2 separate regions of the Zea mays genome follow, and region 1 is linked to region 2. A link is a contact called in public Hi-C data. All regions are on one chromosome and are shown on one strand. The core of a region is the stretch at or near the end of the contact, and the rest is flanking DNA. Distances in the headings are between cores, read along the strand shown.

Region 1 (3,182 bases), core at 307-2,806, 150 kb after region 2:
TCAGATTATCAAAAGCATAAGAAGAAACAAAAAAATTAAAATTTAACTTAGTATTGTTATTAAGAGTTATATTATTCTATAGGTTTTCTTTTAGTTTTTTTTACAGGGCCACAGGTTTTTCTGGCTCGGCCCTGTTCCTAAACTAGTCCTAAAATGGGTACCCGTGTTTCGTGTTGTATGATATGATATGATATCCGCTCGACAATGATCAGGTGATAAATGAGATTTTCTAGGATTCACACAAATTCTCCTGGAGCAAATCGCGCGCTCGGGGTTTCAATGGACGTCTAAAGTAAGGTTGGGCCTTCCACGGCCCTGCGGTTCATATTGTATAACAGACATATTTAATTAAGAAAAATTGGGCCTTTCGGCTAGAGATATAGAGTAAATCATGAAAAACACATGAAACAAAAAGAAAACTATACCTATAAAACAAACCATAACAGCTCATAAATCAGTAACTTTTGTATAAGTCGAATAAAGTTTGTGCTCCTAATATAGGGAAATAATATGCAAACTTGCTGAAAAGCGTTTGTTCAGCTGCTTGCTGGGTCAAACTACTCTCGCCCTTAGACGGACCGAATCCTGCTCAACTTGGGCCGAAGTAAGTGAAGAAAATATCAGAAAAAAATAAAGTAAAATCAATTGGACTTGTCTATTTTTTTTAAAAAAAAAACGGCAGGAGAGTTGCCGAAATTTTTATTAGAAGGTTGATCTAATTGAAGAAAAATTGTGCTGACTTGCCGAGGCAGGCCCATCCACCAATCATCGATCCATAATTAGGTCCCTGATAAATGAATTAAGAGGAGGTAGAACTACTTTTTTTTTCTTCTTCACCCGTTCTAACTTGTCTGAGTTCTGTAGCAACTAGCAAGGAACCAGAACAACAAAGAGTCGTCGCAATATGATTTTGGCTTCTGTGAATTCAATTCTAATAACTTCTCTAAATTGTTCTAGCTACTGTAGGTCAGTGCGCGTCATAGCTTGAGTTAATAGACGCACAGGGTCGTCAATCCTCTTGCCAACAGTACTCGATATACTCCATGCATTCACAAAAAAAAAGATGCAAGTTCAGGTTATTTGGTTGAGACAAACGATTTAAAGTTCAGGTTACCGGCAGCACGGCACGGGCGGCGGCCCCTCCTGACGTGTGAGCAACCGCGCACTATCATAGTAGGGATGATGAGCAGCTAGCAGCAAGCATGCTCCCGGCGCAGCTCCTGCCCCCGGAGAGATCTCGTCTCGTCGCGCCGTCCGACGACCCTGTGATTGAACCATTAAAATCTCCCGTGCTTTAGGGGGGGGGGGGGGGGGGGGGGGGGGTGCAAAGGCCCGGCGCAAAAAGAGGGCTTCTTTTGATGGAGCAGAATGGAAAGAAGAGAAGCCAAGAAAAGGAAGCCCCCTGCGCTGGCATCCCTCCCCTGACCCTCCCTCATGCCATGTTGTGCGCAGGCAGGCGGATCCATGGACGGATGCGGCGCGGTGGTGAGTGGCATGTGATGGGCGACAGCTTTTGCGCGGGCGCGCCGGCCCCCACGGGTGGTGACCTGACCTGACCCCTCCCGGCATGCGTTGAACATGTCTGCTGAGAATGAAAGACACCAGCGCATGGGGTGGGGGGGTTCTTTCAGGGTTCGTTCAAAGTTGCAGGCATCTTCGTTCGTCGGTCGCTTCTTCTCCGTTCCGCTCCGCTCCGTTCCGTTCGTCTCGCTTTCCTCGCTCGCTCTGCCTCTGACGAACACATGCCACCGCCCACCCGCTGACCGCTCCGCCAAAGCGGCCCGCTGCAGCGGGAGATGGAGAGAAAGCTCTGAGGGTCAAGACTCGGGAGGAGAGGACTGGCAGAAGAATCTCATATTGATGCAGGGCGCTGATGCTTTGAGGAAATGGGACGAGGGGGGGCGTCTTTCAGGAACAGTGCCGCGGTTATCCATCCACCTTTTTTTAAGAGAGAGAGAGAGAGATCATTTCGAGCCACACACCGGGGGGGGGGGGGGGGGGGGGGGGGGGGGCAGTAACAAGATGGCAAAGCCACCGAAGAAGAACATAATGGTGCACTTTCACCTTTCTCCCCTTGCGAACAGACGGTGCGTGCGCACACTTGGTAGCTAAAATCAGATCTATCTATATGAGCTGAAAGACCGGCTACTGTTTAATTTCTAGCGATCTAGGACCGTCCCTCATTTGGGCCAGGTTTTGCTCTGACGGAACAAGATAGCGTTCCTGTCTGCCTGCTTCCGTGTACAGCACTGGGTGTCTGGGTCGGTTGGAGACGGATATTACTTCTTGTTAAAAGACGCTAGGGATTCAAGCCTCCTCCGCGTTTCCGGGGCTGCGCGCTCGCGCGTGCCGACACGTCGGTGTTCTCGGACGCGAGCTTTCATTCGTTTCAACGCGTCGGGCTGGGTGAAGTCCGCTACCATTCACCTCCCTCTGCGCGGCCCCCTCCGCGTTTTCGGGGCTGCACCGCGCTCGCGCGTGCCGACGCGGCGACGCGTGGGCATCCTCGGACGCGAGCTTTTCATTCGTTTCAACGCGTCGACCTGGGTGAAGTCCGCTCCCACTCACCTCCCTCCATGCGCTCCGCCGCCTTGCCTTCTCCCCCTATTCCTCGGCAGCCGCCGCGCTCCCCGCCTCCGCGCTACGGCTCTTCCTCGACACCCTCCGCTCCGACAACGCCGGCGCCGCCATCACCTCCAGCTCGCACTATTACATCTCGCCCCCCGGCTGCCTCTCCTCCGCGCTCGGCGCCTCCATGGCGCCCGCCCACGCCTACTCCTCCCCATCCACCCCGTCCTCCTCACCTCCTCTGCCTCCGAGCTCCTGTCCAGCGGCCACGACGCTCCTGCGCAGGCATCCAGCGAGCCCGACCAGCCGCCTGCCCGGGCCCTGGCGGAACCTAGAGGGGCCGCGTCACCAGGCGCAAGTCGCGCCCGTCGCGGTGCCCGCTGACCACCTACATCACGGTCCACCCCGCCAACTCCAACGCATGGTGCAGGAGATCACCGGCCTCCCTGTCCCCGGGTGAAAGGGAAATGTGCCTTTGGGCCATTTCTAAGTATTTTGGTGATTGAGTGCAAACACAAGTGCTTAAATGTGAAAATATGCCCAAGGATGATCAAAGTGCAAATCACAAGTTAAGGTATGTTTCTAAGCCTTAGTACATTGGTTTTGTGTACTAA
Region 2 (3,068 bases), core at 282-2,781:
CGTTCGTCATACGGGTCCCTGTAGCAAGTCTTCCGCTGACATCTTTATAGTAGCGTGCGGTGGATCCTGCGGGTCAGTCATGTAGTGCAGTCGTGCGTCATTCGGTCTCGCCTGTCATCACGAGCTCGCATCACTTACCGGCATGCGTAGGCGTACATAAGGTATGATGTATCTACTGCATACTATCTAGTATACGGGTCACTGTAGAAGGTCCAGTGTTGAGATCCCCCATGGACAGGGTTGACTGGCCCCTCGGGGCAGTGGGGGCGCACCCGGGACCGTATGTGGGGATGTGCAATCATGTTGATAGCGACCTCCCAGTGCGCCCTCGGTCTGCTGCACATATGTTCGGTCGCGGCTTGGGGATGATGCGTCTTGTCACAGCCAGCGTGGGCTCGTAGCGCTGAACTTGGATCTTTGCCTCTCATACTAGCTCGGCGGGGACTTGGTCGGTTAAGAGGTTATGGGCCTATTCCGGGTATCCCGTTCCTGGGTACCCTATATATATGCAGTGTTTGGTAATATATGACCCAAAACTCAGTTGTATTATTATGCCACCCAAAGCCTAAAAGAGAGAAAATAATGTAAGATAAAATATTCATTGGATGGCCCATTAACGGATTGACACATGTACAGCAGCCGCCAAAAGCTACGTCAAACCTAATTTGTTGCAGGAGGCTGGTCTCTGAACCTAATCTTTTTGTGATTCGTCTTGTCGTCTACCTAGGCTGCTGCCGCTACCGCTGAACACTTTACTTGCCCTCCACCACAACTACAGTCCTGAGAAGGCGATGATGCGAAACAGTAGACAGAGTGCTAGCGGCGTCAGCCACCGAAACCATGGCACAATAGAGGCATCTGCATCTGCTACAAAAACTAGGTCTAAATTAATATGGCTGACTTATATCCATACTAACATTAGATCTTGTACAAGGAATCAGATAATGGTCGAGCATCACTATAAATACGATATTTTCATTGATCAACAAGCACTAGAGCTGAACTAAAGGTTCAATTGACAAGCCACAAAAGCTTATAACATTACGTATTTCTTTGGATCCTAAAGATTCATTCAGTTTATTGAAAATTGATGATGTTTGCAATAGCTGTAAAGTTGTACTCTGCTGATTTTTAGAGCAAGAAGAAGCATACTAAGTCTTCAGTTATAATATTATGTACTTCATGTACATATGAATTTTAGTTTTCAGAATTTAACAACCATTGATGATGGAGTTATCACCAAGTAGAAAAACTAGAAAATCAGATGAATAAAGATTATTTGGCCGCTTATATTTTATTATTAGCTCCGTTACTACTCGTTGCTAGCTAAGCGATGCAATCACCCTAAGTTACTCTGGGAATTAGCATGCCCCAATAAATAAACGAAGACCGAAGTCAAGTCATATAATTCACGAAAATAGGTCAAGAAATCGGCCCAAGGAGGACTACGACCAAACTATTGACTGGTACCATGGGCCAACCGCTATATCTCCCTGTCTCTCTGTGACGAACTGGACCGGTGATGCGTCAGCTCGCACAGTTTCACGGCTCGACTAGCCATGGCTCTAACTTCAACTCCAAACCCTATTTGGTACTTGGTACGGCTGTCCTGCACGCCGGGTTGTTTGCTTCGAATCAAAGCCGCTGTTTAGGCTATTAGTAACTACAATCTATAAAGACAAATATTGTAAAAAATAATAGAAGCCAAACCAATTAAAACCAAACGAACAACTCAATTAAACTTTAATACGAAGAGCCAAGCGACGACGCACTCTATTCTTTGGGGACGAGCACGAGCTAGCTAGCTAGCTAGGCACCTACTGACCTACTCGGCTACTCTGCCCGGTATTTCAGTGCTCAGACTTAGGGGGTGTTTGGTTTGCCCCTGCTAAAATTTAGCATCTATCACATCGAATGTTTGAACCTCCGTTCGGGGTATTAAATGTAGTCGGATTATAAAACTAATTTCTCAGCCGAAGATTAAAAAGTGAGACGAATCTAGTATAGTTGGTTGGGTTTATATTTCATACTCCTATTTAAAAGTCAAACGCTTGATGTGACCCGGGCTAAACTTTAGTCCACAGAACCAAACACCCCCTTAATAGAACAGACGGCTATGGCTCACTGTTGATGTCTTGATGAGGTGGCCCTTCTGCTCATCTGCCCGAGTTTTTTTGCATTTTAGCCCTTTCTCGGAGAAAAAAATCACGTTTGAACCCTAAAAAAATTTAATATCATTTTGGACTCTTTTCTCGGCGCCATAGACTATGGCGCCGAGCTGCGCCATAGTCTATGACGCCGAGGTACGTGCTGCGCTGGCACAACCCGAACGTCGTGACGTCGACGTGGCACCGAGCTCGGTGCCGAGCTCGGTTATGTAACCACAAAGTTTATCTAGACTAGTTGGTAGAGCGCAAGGCTCTTAACCTTGTGGTTTTGGGTTCAAACCCCATGGTGTGTGTTCAATACTTTTTGTCTTTGTCACTAAATTTTTTTGTTGTCTAGATTTTTCGTTTATGTCGCTAAAAATCAGTTACAAATCAGTTTATGTGTATGGATACTCTGCTACCTCTAAAAAAATCAATACTTTTTGTCTTTTTGTCACAGATTTTTTTTGTTGCCAAGCAAAGCCTCTAAAAAATCAGTCACAAAATCGACGATGCTTTTTCCCCCTTAAAAAGTGATGAGCCAGACAGCCTCTTCGTCCTCGCCATGCATACTCTGCTACATTTTCATGTTTTTTTATTTTCTGATTTCCACTTTTCTCTTTGTGCCGTGTTGTAGGAAAAAAAGACTCGGCCTAGTCTACAAGAAAACGGACAAAACAAAAAATTCTGAACTCGAACGAGACGAAGATGTATTGTATGATAAATCTGATGACATTTATTCAGTACGGTAGAAAGAGGCAAATCAGTCACAAAAACAAAAACAAAAATAAAAAATATCTGGACGAATAAATAAATCAGTCATAAAAACAAAAAAAACTGAACAGACAAATCAACGATATAAACGAAAAATCTAGAAAAAAAATCAGTGACAAAGATAAAAAATTTGAACAGACAAATAAG

Evidence for each region. Hi-C and Micro-C count contacts between places; a contact is called where the count stands out from the background.
Region 1: a contact with region 2 is called in a Hi-C map of ear, with 2.8 times the contacts expected there. The contact joins two enhancer-like sites. A contact is called at or near these places in 4 of 25 Hi-C or Micro-C datasets (ear, leaf and tassel).

What each region holds. Positions count from the first base shown.
Region 1 is chr2:190,115,190-190,118,371 of Zm-B73-REFERENCE-NAM-5.0, forward strand. No RefSeq gene overlaps it. Among protein-coding and RNA genes, the nearest start is that of LOC100283853, 22 kb to the right of the region's middle. Within about 2 kb of position 1,557, at least 17 of the 20 cell types and tissues checked have an H3K27ac peak or open chromatin away from gene starts, as enhancers often do. A contact at or near this core is called in ear and tassel, where this site is marked.
Region 2 is chr2:189,962,935-189,966,002 of Zm-B73-REFERENCE-NAM-5.0, forward strand. No RefSeq gene overlaps it. Among protein-coding and RNA genes, the nearest start is that of LOC100502517, 48 kb to the right of the region's middle. Within about 2 kb of position 1,532, at least 10 of the 20 cell types and tissues checked have an H3K27ac peak or open chromatin away from gene starts, as enhancers often do. A contact at or near this core is called in ear and tassel, where this site is marked.